Linked DNA regions of Mus musculus: all the other regions are linked to region 3. Evidence: chromatin contacts called from public HiChIP or PLAC-seq and promoter capture Hi-C data. All regions are on one chromosome and are shown on one strand. The core of a region is the stretch at or near the end of the contact, and the rest is flanking DNA. Distances in the headings are between cores, read along the strand shown. Region 1 holds the start of Ipo13 (importin 13). Region 2 overlaps Slc2a1 (solute carrier family 2 (facilitated glucose transporter), member 1). Region 3 holds the start of Cdc20 (cell division cycle 20). Region 4 has its middle 8.5 kb from the start of Gm12865. Region 5 holds the start of Cldn19 (claudin 19).

Region 1 (2,700 bases), core at 157-2,656, 520 kb after region 3:
AGGCTGTGTTGGGAAGAGTTTAGTCAATAAGGAGAGAGAAGCCATATAGTAAGCCCAAATTGAGCTTAATATAATTTATCTAAAAAAAAAAAGTTTTAGGCTGGGCATGGTGGTACATAACTTTAATTCTAGCACTTTGGAAGCAGACACAAGTGGGTTTCGGTGAGCTGGAAGCCAGCCTGGTCTACAGAGTTTCAAGATAGCCAGGGCCTCACAGAGAAACCCTGTCTTGGAAAAAAAGAAAAGAAAAGAAAAAGAAAGATCCTTCTGTTTGAAATCATTTCCTTTCCTGCTGACAGGAGTCAAGGAAAGAAAAAGTTGAGCATGGAGAGGAAGTGCCTGCTGGGAGCAGGGCTTGCCTTCCTCCAACCTCAATTTCCCCATTTTAGCTGAAGACAATGAATAAAAATACCCACTCAAGCCCGGGCTACATAGTGAGATCCCCGCTTGAAAACAAAGAAGGTGGAGGATGTGGTTCAGTTGACAGGGTGCGCGGGAGGCACAGCACTTCAGACACCCATCTTGGTGGCACACTCCTGTAATCCCGGGAGTGCTGGGATTAAAGAGGTACACTCCCCACCCCAAGGCAAGAGACTCCATCTCAAAACAAACCAACCCGCCACAGCAGAATAGAGAGAGAACAAAACCTAAGGTAAAGCCATGAGCTATTCTTACTTGAAACATAATGAAAACCTTAACGATTTCCCTTCTCCTCCTCGTTTCACACACACATACACGCGCGCGCGCAGAATAATATGATTTCCCGGTTGCTCCCGAGCAGATCCACAGTGCTTTTTTTTTTTTTTTTAATTGTGGGGCACCAAGTAACTCCTATCTTTCCTCTTCTTTAGCGGGTGCTGATGGTCACCAACACAACCAGTTCCCTGTGCCTGAGCGCCGACCAAACGTGACCCTCTCCCCTCCATTCTTGGCTTCCAACTCCACCCAAAGGCCCCATGAATCACGTCTTCGCAAGAGTTGCACTCCTAGGCAATGTGACTGAGCAAGATGGTCCTCTGCCCTAAGCCGAGAATAGGATAGGGTTCCATAGGACCCCCAACCCACGTGCTCCAAGCCTCCCTCCTCAGGAGCCACCTTCCGGTCCGACGAAAACTACATTTCCCAGGGTGCATAGAGGCGGGTCCTTGCTTCAGGCAGGGGCCCCTGGCGGTGTGCCGTTCCGTCGCCTGTTCGGGGGCGCGCGAGCTAGCACGAGGACAGGGCCAAAGACCCGGAATGAGTTTCCGCGTAGTTCCGCCGTGCCGTGTCTCGATGTGCTTGGCCGTGCCGGGCCAGGACAAGCGTGGGTGGGGGCCTAAGTTGGTGGTACTGGCGACAGGCGCTCGGGACAGCCCGAGTCTTGCTGAGGTCCCCGCCCCGTCCCGGCCGGGCCGGCCTGTCTGTCAGTCACTGGGGCGGAGGCAGCGACCGTAGCGGGGCCAACGCCGGGAGGCGAACAGATCGCGGGCCAGGCGAACGGAGGGGACCTATCTCAGTCCCCCAACTCTACCGACTCTGCCCCAGACTCACGAAACTGCAATCCCGTGCTTCCTTGGACGTCTCCGTATCTCGCGAAGGGCTCTCTCCCGGGTGATCTCCCAGCCCCCCTGACCTCATAGCATCTAGAAGCTCGTCCAGACTGGGGTGTTATGGGTACAGGCCGTTGATTCTGTGACCCCTCACGGGCCAGGGCCTCTGTTTCCCCTATAGGCCTCCCTCCCCTATGACTTTTGATTCAAGGGACAGAGCTGTGACCTCCCACTAGGACCCTTGTCTGGGAGTACCTCACGGACGCCTCCCTTCTGGGAGCCGCCTTAGCGGGTCCCTTTCCGAAGAGCACATCTTTTGACCTCTGCAACCCACTCCCCCTCCAAACGAGGTGGGCAGGCCTCGGCAGCCATGCCCGCCCTGGGCATCCCCTCATCCCACCACCTCCCGGGTACTCAAGCCGGGGTCTAGCAGGGGGCCGACAGCCAAAGGGCTGGGGCAAGAAAGAGATCAGGGTCCACCTCCCTGCCAGGCAGGGAGCAAAGATGGAGCGGCGGGAGGAGCAGCTGGGGGCTGCAGGGGCTGGAGCAGCACCAGCCTTGGACTTCACTGTGGAGAACGTGGAGAAGGTATGAGGGCCTTGGGGTGGGCACTCCAGTGACAGAGCAGAAGTTCTGGGGACTGACACTAATGCCAAAGCTCAGACGCGGGCTCAGTGCCCGCTGGGATGATGCCCCCAGAGCACCTGGTATTTACCATCTCTCTTGGGCAGCCGGCTTGGACAGCAGTGTTGCAGTGCCTAATGGGCTATTTTGGGCTTTCTGTAGACACAGGTCCCCTTTCGGATAGATACTCTAGGATCTTAGGTTGTTCCCTGTAGGGTGCTGAAGGGTTTAGACTTATAACCAAATCGGCTCCTGCCCAGATCCAGGAGAAAAGCAGGCGGAGTTCTGGAGGGAACCAGAAACTCACAAGACCTGCCACTCAGCCACCCCCACCCCCACGTTAGAAACCACACGGATGCTGAATGATCCTGGACCCGACTCACTTTTTTTCAGTCAAAGGCTCACAAAGATATCTGGAGCTAAACCCGTCTGAGTTATATGTTCATTTATCTTCAGAAAGGGTCTTTTCCTTATTGGATGGAAGTCAAACCGGTCCTGGACAGGCAGGAGTGTGCCTGGCTCTCTTGTTTTGTGCTGGGTCCAAGGG
Region 2 (2,700 bases), core at 90-2,589, 690 kb before region 3:
TAGTGAGGCGGGGGACCTGCACATGCCCAAGAGCTTCTTGGAAATCCTAAGACCCAGGCAACTGTGTGTGCGATGCCTGCTCTCTACAGAGGAAGTGAGCACTTCCTCTCTGTGGTGGCAGGGTGGTGTCTGTAAAGGGATGTGAGGCAGAACACGTAGCCTGCTCACAGAATAAGGCGTTATTGATGCCATTTGTGCTCCCCAGGAGAGAAGCCACCTTTCAGAGAGAAGCAAGAGGGAGGGGATCTAAGGTGTGACCTAAGGTGTGACCACTTAGCACACCAGGACCTCTGCTCAAGCCTCAGAGCAGCAAAAACAATCAAAATTAAAAACAAAAACCAAAAACCCTAAACCACAGGGGAGCACTGAGATAGGGTTCCCGGCTTACATTGCCAGGGGCTATGTAAGCTATATGGGGCAAGAAGAACCTGAGGGAACTAGGGCTTGACTCAGAAACCCTAAGGTTCTGTGGCCCCCGAGAGCAGAAGCCCTGGGCTCTTGGGTTTTTGATAAGTGGCTCCCCCACCTCAGGAAGGGTGAGTGACCCAGAGCCATGTGAGGAAACATTCATAGGAAGGCTAAGTCTGAAGCCACATACAGCCTCTGTCACTTGCTTTTCTTTCAACCCTTTCAACATGTGAAAGGCTTACAGGCCACATGGGGTGCTGGCTAGCCTGGCCACCCTGCTGAACTGACCCAGGATTTGAGACTGCGGCAGAGCTGTGTTTGGGGACCTCTGGCTCCTCCCAGTACCTATCCTTGGATATTCTGCTTCCGGGCCTGAATCTTCTCTCCCATCCCAGAGTGATCCCCTCAGCTCTTCCCCCATGTTCTGTGGGGATATGGCCCTTCTTATAGGCCCACCATCTTCCCTCTCTCTTACAAGGAGGAAAGGGTCAAATTGTCCAGCTGTCTCTCAGTCTGGTCTTGACCCGTACTCCCAGCCTCTCATCTTTGCTAGGCCCCTGAACCTCTTTCCCTCAGCTCAGCCCAGAGCTCAGATGTCTCTATAACAGTGCAACCACACCTGAGAGTCAGCTATGAACCCAGGGCCAGATGTTGCAGGTGGGGCTGGACAGTCCCACCCGCTGCATCTCCAGAGCCCCCTCTGAAACCTAAAGGAAGAGGCTCAGGTTAAAGCTGAGAGCAGCAGCAGCAGTGAAGGATGCTTCAGAGTCTAGAATTGGTCTTCTTCCTCACCAAGGACAGGCCTCTCTGCCCTGGCTAGTGGGTCCCTTCCCTGCTCTACAGCCTGGAGGGGCTTCTCACACAGACACAGAGAGAGCTTCACCTCACTGTGGCAGCCCAGCAGCCAGGGCCACCTCAGCCCTCAGGATGAAGAGTTTCTTCAGCAGCACTCTGACTCATATCCTCTGGGCAGACAGTAACACCCACATCTCAGACTGCTCTTTCCTTCTATTTGATCACCTTTCAGGGAATGCAGTTCCCCTCTGGGAAGTTCCCCTGGCCAGCACCCCTCCTCCATCAAAGTATGTCTACAGTGCCTGCGGTCACACTGGCTGCTGGCATCCTACTACTGAATACAGGACAGCCCATCACAATAAATACCAAAGGGCTGTCCAGTGCAAAGTACCCGTGGTGCTAAGGTTGAAAAACATCATTAGGGCCAACTGCCACCTCTGCCCTACTGTGCCCGTCCATGTTTCTATTGCGGTCTTTGAACAGCTGACTAGAAGACACTATGATCAAGAGCAGACTTCAACATGGTCTGATTTGAGTGTCACTGCTGCTGGGTGCAGGGAACAAGGGGGGGCTTGCAATGACGGGCTGTGACGGCGTGAGGAATTGCGTAACTATTGTGTGGGAAGTTCTTGAGATAGATCTGTACATGACCGGACTTGACTCAGCTCTGAGCTCAGCACAGTGGGAGTGGGCCAGCAGTGCAACAAGTGTGAGCAAGGGTCCAGGGACAGAAGTAGGGGAAGAAAGAAAGGAGAGGGAGAGGGAAGGAGAGGGAGAGGCAGGGAGAGGGAAGGACACGAGGGAGAGGGAGGGGAAGGGGGACAGTAAGAGGGAGAGAGAGGGGAAGAAGAGAAAGAGAAAGAGAAAATCCACCCCCATTGCTCAGTGCCTGTCTCCCAAAGGTTGAGCACAGAGCATACAACAGAACCAGACCCCCTGGATTTAAACTCCAGCTCTGCTCTGTGCTAGCTGTGTGTCCTTGGTGTAGTTTCATCACATCTCTGTGCTTCTTTCTTACAAAATGGAGGTTATGGGGCCTACTTAGCGAGGTTATCATGAGAACAACTGAAGGACCACCTTTAAGGCACTTAGAATACCTAGAGGAGAAAAAGAAAGCTGTAAGGGTTTGTGTGGTGGACAGCACTATGGCTGTTGGCATCCCCAGAGAGATAAGAGGCTGGTCTCGAGCTTAGAGTAGCTCAGCCCCAGAGGTGCTGGGCTAGGGGTGGGAGGCAGGTTCTCAACTGAGGTTATTTCTGTCACTGGCCAGGCCAGGTCACTTAGGGCAAGGCCTCACTTCCTCTGCACACCAGGATCCTCCCTTGTCAAATAAGAAGGGCTGAGCTAACATCAGGCTCCTCCCAGCAGCCTCTGGGTTCCAGAAATGCCTTTCTCCAGGGTGCTTGGTCCTACCCCTCATCAAGTGTAGGTCAGCCCAGGGTGGTATTTGGGTGTCACTGTCACTTGCTGCCTCCCAGTGGCCAGGCTCCCCTATTC
Region 3 (2,700 bases), core at 59-2,558:
AGTAATAGATCTTGAATACCTATATTGGGCGCCGGGAACTGAACCCTAGGTAATCTGGAAGAGCATCTAGCGATAACAGCTAAGCCATCATCTTTCTAACCTCCTTTCCGCTTTAAAATAATTTATTTTTATCGGGGAGGAGGGGTGTGTTTGTGTGCCATCTGTATGCTGGTTCCATAAGAGGGCATCGATGCCCTGGAGCTGGAGTTAGAGGTAGTTGTGCGCTGCCTGACAAAACCAAATTTTCTTCCCGTGGAAGAGCAAGAAGTTCTAACTGAGGCATCTCTCCAGGCCCCAGACCTGGATTCTTACCAACCTCTTTTTATGACCTTGGGCTAATTTCTTGTATTGCACCTTGGTTTTTCTATCAGCATAACCAGGTTCTTGGCCCAGCGTGGTGGCACACGCCTTAAATTCCACCGCATCTCTGAGATCCAGGGCAGTTTTTTCTACAAGGTGAATTCCAGGCCAGCCCGGACTGCATAGTGAGACCCTTGTCTGAAACAAACAAAATGGGTGTCGCTCTGGCAGATTATGTGCAACGGGGGTAAGGAGATCTCTAGGTCTCTGAAGAATCCTAAGTCCCACGGGAGTCCTCCACAGGATGTGATGTCCCCAAGAACAGCCTAACCTAATCTTCACGACGAAAGGCTGGAATTCTGATCATTGTTTTGACACACACACCCCTTCCTCTCACTTTGTGTTTGCAGAACCCCACACTGGTCCGCATACTTCCTTCCTAGCAGGGTTTCAGGCGCCCTCCCCATTCAGACTGCCACCTCCCCACCGTCTCTAACCAACTGGGTCCTCCGGGTTGAGGTTGAGTTTCTCTCTCTCTCTCTCTCTCTCTCTCTCTCTCTCTCTCTCTCTCTCTCTCTCTCTGTGTGTGTGTGTGTGTGTGAGAGAGAGAGAGAGAGAGAGAGAGAGAGAGAGAGAGAGAGAGAGAGAGAGAGAGAGAGAGAGAATGTGTGTATGTGTGAACGTGTGACCTAAGTACCACCCACAGGCTTCGATGTGACCTTTCAAAGATTCCCAGATGCTCTAACTGCCGGGCCCAACCCAGAGAGATGGCCGGCAGAGAGCGGATCCCGAGGACTAACTGTGCGGGACCCGCCCCCGTGTTCCGATTCGGGCTCCGATTCGGGCAGGGACGAAGGCTCCCAGAGATGGGTTCGGGATTTCCTTCCAAATGCTTGGTCGTCGCACTCTCGTGAGATTTGCTCCCGGAAGACCCGGCCCTCTTCAGTGTAGCGACCAATCGGCAAGGGCGACGGTTAAGACAGTTGGGTTTTGAAGGAGCCAATGAACGCTAGCAGCGGAGAGTTTAAGAACAACAGTCCGGCGTGTCCTTAGCTTGTCTGGAAAAGAACGCGTTCGGCAGGCGCACTGACGCGCTGCGAGGAGCTGGGGGTTTGTGTTCGGGAGAGCTGAGTACGGAGAGGGACCGGGCTGCTGCGAGCTGTGGCAGGCGGAGCCCAGGAGCCCGGCGAGGATCGCGCTTGGTCGCCTTTCGCCCCGGTAGCGGTGCCATGGCGCAGTTCGTGTTCGAGAGCGATTTGCACTCACTGCTTCAACTGGACGCACCCATCCCCAATGCCCCGGTTGCGCGCTGGCAGCGCAAAGCAAAGGAAGCCACAGGCCCAGCCCCCTCGCCCATGCGGGCCGCCAACAGATCACACAGCGCCGGGCGGACCCCGGGCCGAACTCCTGGTGAGTGGGTGGAGGGAGCTGGAATCGCTGAGAGTCCGTCTTCATGCTCCCTCCGGGAGCCTCGTCAGGCTGTCTGACTTCTCTCTCCCTGCCCCCAGGCAAATCTAGTTCCAAGGTTCAGACCACCCCTAGCAAACCTGGAGGTGACCGCTTTATCCCCCAACGCAGTGCTTCTCAAATGGAGGTGGCCAGCTTCCTCTTAAGCAAGGAAAACCAGCCGGAAGACAGGGGGACGCCCACCAAAAAGGTATGATTCCACAGGGGTCATGAGACTTGAGGTGTCTGTCCCCTGGCTGATACCGGTCTTCCTCCCCTCACTTGCCGTGTATTTCAGGAGCATCAGAAAGCCTGGTCTCTCAACCTGAACGGTTTTGATGTGGAGGAAGCCAAGATCCTCAGGCTCAGCGGCAAACCTCAGAATGCCCCAGAAGGTAAGGAGTGAGTGACATCATCGAGGCTGGTGTCAGTCCTTCCTAAGGGGAGACATGTGGCTGCTTTTCCACATGTGGATGGGTATCAGTTTCCAAGTCTAGACCCACTCTCTTGCCACAGGCTACCAGAACAGACTGAAAGTACTGTACAGTCAGAAAGCCACGCCTGGCTCCAGCAGGAAGACTTGCAGATACATCCCTTCTCTGCCAGACAGGATCCTTGATGCCCCCGAAATCCGGAATGACTACTGTGAGTGCACTGTTGTCTTTGCGGATGGAGAAAGATGGCCTAGGAATGGACCAGTCCAACAAAGGACCTCATGTTTTCTTCCTTCCCCTGGCAGACCTGAATCTTGTAGATTGGAGCTCTGGAAATGTATTGGCTGTGGCACTGGACAACAGTGTGTACTTATGGAACGCTGGTTCTGGTGACATCCTGCAGTTGTTGCAAATGGAGCAGCCTGGAGACTACATATCCTCGGTGGCCTGGATCAAGGAGGGCAACTACCTAGCTGTAGGCACCAGCAATGCTGAGGTCCAGGTGAGCCTGGTTGCCTGT
Region 4 (2,700 bases), core at 64-2,563, 570 kb before region 3:
TGGCAGGCCTGGCACTGGAACACATGCCTGCAGTCCCAGCAGGAGGCTGGAGACTCTGAAGGTCAAGGGTCAAGGTCATCCTCAGCTGTAGACTAAGTCTGAGGTAAGCCTTGGCTACCTGAGAACTTGTTTCAAAACTGAGGCCTTGTCTCAAAACCAAAACAAAACAAAGCAAGGGTGTGGAGACATGATGGCTCCGTGTTAGAAGTGTTTGCTGTTCCTGCAGAGGGCCCAGATCTGGGTCCCAGCACTGCCATGTGGCTAGCAATCTGTTGTATCTCCAGTTCCAGGGTATTTCTGACATTTCCTTTTGGCCTCCTCAGCCTCTGTATACACACGGTGCACTTACACCCATGCACACAGAATACACATAAACTAAAAGTAAATCTTTAAAACAAAGCCAAAACCCAAAATACAACCCCCAAACCAACCAACCAACTAACCAACCAACCAACCAACCAACCAACCACTCCTACCTCCTATATTTTTGACTAGTCCAGAGGTCCAGAGGGACAAAACAAAACCAGGGGCCAGAAGGAAGCTGGTCCCCGGAGTGGAGTGTCTGCTGGTCCATAATTATATCTCTGAATGAATGGAATAAAGGGCTAGGGAAGTCCTCAGGGGGCTTGGGAGCTGCCTGAAAGTGGGAAGAAAACTCCCACTGAGTGGCCTTGGGTTTTGGCTCTGGGTGGCCACAACCTAGGAAGCCTGTTATGTTCCAGAGAGCTCGGACCTTATCCACGTTCACTACCAGGCCCAGGGCTCCAGGCAGGTGGGGCTGACACCGGAGCAGGAGCCTCTCCGGTGCTGGGCGGTGTAGGTTGGGTTGACGTTATCCAAAGGGAATGAAGAGACAGGAAAGGGCCCCAGGTCCTCTTCCACAGGATCAGAGCGGCGGTCAGAGGGGGCGGAGGAAACCTGGGTGACTGTAACCAAGGACACTTGGTCCCTAGGTTTCGAGGAGGACCGCTGGGTGTGGTGGAGCGTGCCCTTCCTCCCTGCACTCGGCAGGCAGAGACAAGTGGGTCTCTGTGAGTTTTGAGGACAGCTTAGTCTACACAGGAGGCTCCACGCCAGTCAAGGCTACACAGAGAGACCTTGTGGAGAAGGAAAGGAAGGAACACTTGGACAGCCCCAGTCTGAAGAGCTTTGAGAGCTAAAGAGACAAGATAGAGACTTCAGTGGAATCCTGTTTGTAGAGGGAGGCAAAAAACCAAGCTGCGGCCAGCTGAGGAGACTTGAGGGCAGTGAGAGAAGTGAGGCAGAAGGCAGGGCTCACCTCTGCCCAGAAGCTTGCCTGAGGCCTAGGGGATGGGTGGAGGCTGCAAGACTTTGAGCCTCCAGGTGAGGTGGGGAAGGCTCATGCTGCCCAGATAGCTCAGACGGAGGGACTATGGCTCAATACAGCTAAATGGCTTGTACAAAGTCACAGCAAAGTGGACAAATTTCATTATCATACATACATACATACATACATACATACACACAAACAAACAATAACAGAAATTTATTTATGTGGGAAATGGAAAGCAATGTAATGCACATGCGAATTGCTTGCTGTGGCCATAGCAGTAAAACGTGGTCACTGGAGAATTCTAGAGCATTCTAGGCAGAAGCAGGCCTCAGGTCCCAGGTAGTAGAGAGCTACCCAATGCGAGTGCTAGATTCCGAATTCTGGTCCTTATGACTGAACAGCAACCACTCTTAACTACTGAGTCACCTCTCACGGTTTTGTTTCTTTGTTTTGTTCTTTGGAGATAGGGTTTCTCGGTGCAGCCTGAGCTGTTCTGGAACTCACTCTGTAGACCTGTAGGCTGGCTTCCGACTCGCAGAGATCTGCCTGCCTCTGCCTTCCAAGTGCTGGCCTCAAAGGCATGTGCTGCCTCCTCTCAGCCCAGCTACTATATTTTTTGAGACAGATCTCTATTTAGCCTCAAGCACACAGTCCTCCTGCCTCTTGAGTGCTGAGATTTTTGGCCTGTGCCACCACGCCTGGTCTGAGCCACATGTGCCTGCTGTTTCTGAACCCTGTTTGATGCAGCAAATGCTTTCCCTCAGCCATAGTCAGTCCTTGAGGAAGGTCCCTTGTACAGTCAGGGGAACGAGGCTCACAGGTGAGAGCCCACTCAAGCACTTTTGAGCAGAGTAATGAGGAGGTGGGGACAACAGGGCCACTGGTCTGGGAGCTCAGTGTGCATGGGCTTGGGACCCTAGGGTCTCAGAAGGGTTATGGAGGAATTTCTCAAGGCCAACTTCCATCACCATAAACCATGGAGTCTGTAGAGATTCAGTGTGAAACTGCTCCTTGCCTCATGAGTCTTCGGGTCTTGTGGAACTCATTTGAGCCTCAGTTTCTTCATCTGAAAAATGGGAACCATATTTTTTTTTTATCTCTTGCCTGCTGAGGACTGGTGAGAATTGAATCAAATCAGACCCATTGTTTGATGTTGAAGAGTGAATGTTTGGAAAACACTTTGCTGTTTATCTGTATCATATCATTAACCTCGTGGAGATCAGTTCCTTTTTTTTTTTGGTTGCATATTCCAGACAGGAAAACCACAGTTTGGAGAGAGAAGGTTCTCTAATCAAAGAGTAAAGTTGGTTAGTAGGGATTGAAACCCAGGTTTCTAAAACTGAAGGCAAGATCAGACCATGAGTGGGGAGTTGCCGCCCTCTGCTGGTGAGTGTTGGTCACCCTGG
Region 5 (2,700 bases), core at 139-2,638, 820 kb before region 3:
GAGTGGGGAACTCGGAGAGGGGTGGTGGGGTGGTGGGGTTGTAGGGGGGTGCAAAATGGAGGTGTTAGACCTGAAATGAGAGGAAGCTGGCGTGGAAGGGCTTGGGTAGAAGCCTGAAGAGGCCTGAGCACTTGCCTGCTTGTGAGAAGAGACAATGAGTGTTTGAGGAGAGGGGGCAGAGTGAGGTCATTGTCACTGCTGACCCCGTTTCCCACCGGCCCTGACTGGCTCCTTTCTCCTGGGTCTGGTACACCCTCAATCAAGCAGCAGGAGATGGGGCAGAGTATCACTCAGGATCACCAGAGGTAGAGCTGAAAGTGCCTGAGAACCAGCTAAACCCAGCTTGGTTCCCAGCAGCAACCCTGTCAATCGTCCCTGTCAATCATGGAATCCTATGCTTTTTTCTTTGGGAGTGTATTGGTCAGTTCTAGGCCCCAGGCAGCAGGAGACTTAGATCCCTGAGGGAGGCAGGCCAGTGGTTTGTCTGGACCAGTGTGAGTGGGACTGACTGTGTGGGCTCTACTTTGAGCCCTGTCGGAGTGCAAGTGCGATGGTCCCCAAGGTCAGAGCTGTAATGGTGTCTGACTCTGTGTGTGTGTGTGTCCGTGTGTGTGTGTGTGTCCGTGTGTGTGTGTGTGTGTGTGTGTGTGTGTCGGTGTGTGTGTGTAAACATATCTGTCAATATGGAATATGGAGAGAAGAGGAGTGGAGAATGATAACAGGCTTATGAAACCAGACCCTCATCTCAGTCCACCCTCCCATGCCCTGTGTATTAATGGCCTGGTTACACAGGAGAACATTAGAACGCAAGGGTTGAATGAGTGGGTATTAGGACCGGGAGCCCAGGCTGCCAGCTTCTTGTGTTCCTGCCTCCTCAGAGCCTAGAGACCTGACTGGCCTGGACTCTCCGGTGTACACAGGACAGAAGTTAGGGACTCCCACAGGGGCTGGAGTGTGCCACCCAGCACTAAGGACAGGCTGTGAAAAAGCTTGCCGACAACCTCCCCAGCCCAGTCAGTGCCCCGTCAGTGCCCCCTCCCCGGCTCCCACCGGAGGCCTACCGTCCAGGGCCAGGAGTGAATCGTAGAGTTTGCATTGCACCTGCCCGGTGCTCTGAGAGGCGCAAGACATCCACAGCCCTTCGTAGAGGCCCACGGCAGTGATGATGGCATCGCCTGCATAGGAAGACTGCTTCCACTGTGGCAGGGCAGTGCTGGCGATGATGCCCACCCAGCCGCCCAAGGCTAGGAAGTAGCCCAGGAGCTGGAGGCCCGAGTTGGCCATGGCCCAGGTAGGAGTCTGAGAGTTCCAGGACTCAGAGATGGGCCAGGGTGTGGAGGAGCGTTGTGGTCATGGTAAGAGGAACAGCCGGAAAAGGGGAGCTAAGTGGCACAGGAGGAGAGGAGGAGAGGGGATGGCTGGCTGGCCAGCAGAGGCAGTGGCTGCTGATTCCAGAATGCAGGGGGCGGCCTTGGGGCTGGAAAAGGCCAAAACCCGCCCACAGACAGTCCCCAGCAGAGCTCTTTTCGCCCAGTTTCTTGGGAGTGGAGGGTAGAACCTAGGATCCAAGCTGGGGTACCCCTGCCCTCCCTGTCTCAATAGTAAGGAAGGGAGGGGCTAGGAGGAGTGACTCTTCCCCCTTTTAACCAGGGAAACCCCTTTAGGAGTGATTCCAGTGCTCTGGGATTCTCCTAATCCCTTCCCCAGCACCAGCTCAGTGGATGGCTTTGCTGTGCTTCAGTGCCTGATCTGAAGCGGCGGTTTCTTGCCCACTGACTTGAGGACAGAAAAAGAAAGAAATTTTAGTTACAGCAGGAAAAAACTATAGAGTTCTCTCTCTCTCTCTCTCTCTCTCTCTTCCTCTCTCTCTCTCTCTCTCTCTCTCTCTCTGTGTGTGTGTGTGTGTGTGTGTGTGTGTGTGTGTGTGTGCTGGGTATGGAAACCAGGCTTTGTTGTACATGCTAGGCAAGCACTCTACCACTGACCTAGATCCCCTGGAGTTAGTTTTGGATCAGGGCTTTAAGGCCAGATGTGCAGAGACTCAGTTAAATATGAGCTGCTGGGGAGAAGAGTCCTAGGTACCTGGAAACCATGTCTATCAAAATGGGAGAGGCCAAAGCAGGGAAGATGTGCTATGGGGTCTGTCTGCGATCTGAGGAGTCAGAAGAGGGACCCACAGTAACTGGGCCAGTGGTAGCTGTCTGCCAGCCTCAGGACGTGGTGGGGAGCTGGGGAGATCTGCGCCAGCATCTGTCCTGAACTTGGAGGAAGAAGAACTGCTCAGCCAGTTAATCCCTTTGCTGGCTGGTTCAGCAGCTCCTGCTGGGACCTGAGACAGCAGGCCCTGGCCCCTAGCTCCAGAACAGCCTGGCAGGGGCAGGGGCCTCTGTGCATTCCTGGGGTTCAGGCTCACCGCTCCTAGACCCCTGCCCGCCCCTTCTCACTCAGCCCTCGGGAGCAGGGAATGTTTAACTCCCCTGGGTCTCATTAGCAATCCTCTCACGTTCATTTCAGCCCCACAGGCTTGGCATGGGTGCAGGAGGAATGTCACACCCCTGCTCCCGCTCCAGCCTCCCAGCCACCTCTCTTACATCCCCTGCATCCATCCCACTGCCTTTCCTGAGCTGCAACATGGCCAGCTTCCTCCCCCACACCTTCAACCCCCACAGCAGGGACAAACCCCCAGCCTGCTGCCTTACA

What was found. Promoter capture Hi-C pulls out the DNA fragments that hold promoters and counts their contacts. HiChIP or PLAC-seq counts read pairs in DNA pulled down with a chosen protein or histone mark.
Region 1: an H3K4me3 HiChIP or PLAC-seq map of embryonic stem cells shows a contact between it and region 3, with 11 read pairs. The contact joins the promoter of Ipo13 here to the promoter of Cdc20 in region 3. A contact is called at or near these places in 12 of 39 promoter capture datasets (the C10 cell line, the HPC-7 cell line, embryonic stem cells and 7 more), 3 of 484 Hi-C or Micro-C datasets (B cells and CD4 T cells), 8 of 115 datasets of contacts at active chromatin or transcription factors (bone marrow-derived dendritic cells, bone marrow-derived macrophages, differentiating embryonic stem cells and 4 more) and 3 of 9 other capture datasets (adipose tissue, liver and pancreatic islet).
Region 2: a contact with region 3 is called in an H3K27ac HiChIP or PLAC-seq map of microglia, with 4 times the contacts expected there. The contact joins the enhancer-like site here to the promoter of Cdc20 in region 3. A contact is called at or near these places in 5 of 39 promoter capture datasets (cranial neural crest, embryonic stem cells and hippocampal neurons), 4 of 484 Hi-C or Micro-C datasets (CD4 T cells, CD8 T cells, Th1 cells and 1 more), 6 of 115 datasets of contacts at active chromatin or transcription factors (cardiomyocytes, effector CD8 T cells, embryonic stem cells and 3 more) and 2 of 9 other capture datasets (embryonic stem cells and pancreatic islet).
Region 4: a promoter capture Hi-C map of fetal liver shows a contact between it and region 3, with 2.9 times the contacts expected there. The contact joins the enhancer-like site here to the promoter of Cdc20 in region 3. A contact is called at or near these places in 4 of 39 promoter capture datasets (the C10 cell line, fetal liver, hippocampal neurons and 1 more), 2 of 484 Hi-C or Micro-C datasets (embryonic stem cells and myocytes) and 3 of 115 datasets of contacts at active chromatin or transcription factors (embryonic forebrain, embryonic stem cells and stem cell-derived neural progenitor cells).
Region 5: an H3K4me3 HiChIP or PLAC-seq map of embryonic stem cells shows a contact between it and region 3, with 7 read pairs. The contact joins the promoter of Cldn19 here to the promoter of Cdc20 in region 3. A contact is called at or near these places in 3 of 39 promoter capture datasets (cranial neural crest, embryonic stem cells and hippocampal neurons) and 2 of 115 datasets of contacts at active chromatin or transcription factors (bone marrow-derived macrophages and embryonic stem cells).

The regions. Positions count from the first base shown.
Region 1 is chr4:117,913,705-117,916,404 of GRCm38.p6, reverse strand. Ipo13 (importin 13) reads left to right here and starts at 1,406. Exons shown (of 20, transcript NM_146152.3): 1 at 1,406-2,117. The coding sequence starts at 2,034.
Region 2 is chr4:119,124,815-119,127,514 of GRCm38.p6, reverse strand. The region is part of intron 2 of Slc2a1 (solute carrier family 2 (facilitated glucose transporter), member 1); the gene reads right to left. Among named protein-coding and RNA genes, the nearest start is that of Gm12867, 6.0 kb to the left of the region's middle. Within about 2 kb of position 1,339, at least 233 of the 459 cell types and tissues checked have an H3K27ac peak or open chromatin away from gene starts, as enhancers often do. A contact at or near this core is called in CD8 T cells, Th1 cells, effector CD8 T cells and 2 more, where this site is marked.
Region 3 is chr4:118,435,951-118,438,650 of GRCm38.p6, reverse strand. Cdc20 (cell division cycle 20) reads left to right here and starts at 1,308. Exons shown (of 10, transcript NM_023223.2): 1 at 1,308-1,710; 2 at 1,809-1,957; 3 at 2,045-2,141; 4 at 2,263-2,391; 5 at 2,486-2,682. The coding sequence starts at 1,530.
Region 4 is chr4:119,005,149-119,007,848 of GRCm38.p6, reverse strand. No RefSeq gene overlaps it. Among named protein-coding and RNA genes, the nearest start is that of Gm12865, 8.5 kb to the right of the region's middle. Within about 2 kb of position 1,313, at least 26 of the 459 cell types and tissues checked have an H3K27ac peak or open chromatin away from gene starts, as enhancers often do. A contact at or near this core is called in fetal liver, where this site is marked.
Region 5 is chr4:119,254,157-119,256,856 of GRCm38.p6, reverse strand. It overlaps Cldn19 (claudin 19), which reads right to left and starts at 1,388. Exons shown (of 5, transcript NM_001038590.1): 1 at 1,062-1,388. The coding sequence starts at 1,284. All of the region lies in intron 1 of Gm12927 (a long non-coding RNA gene), which reads left to right.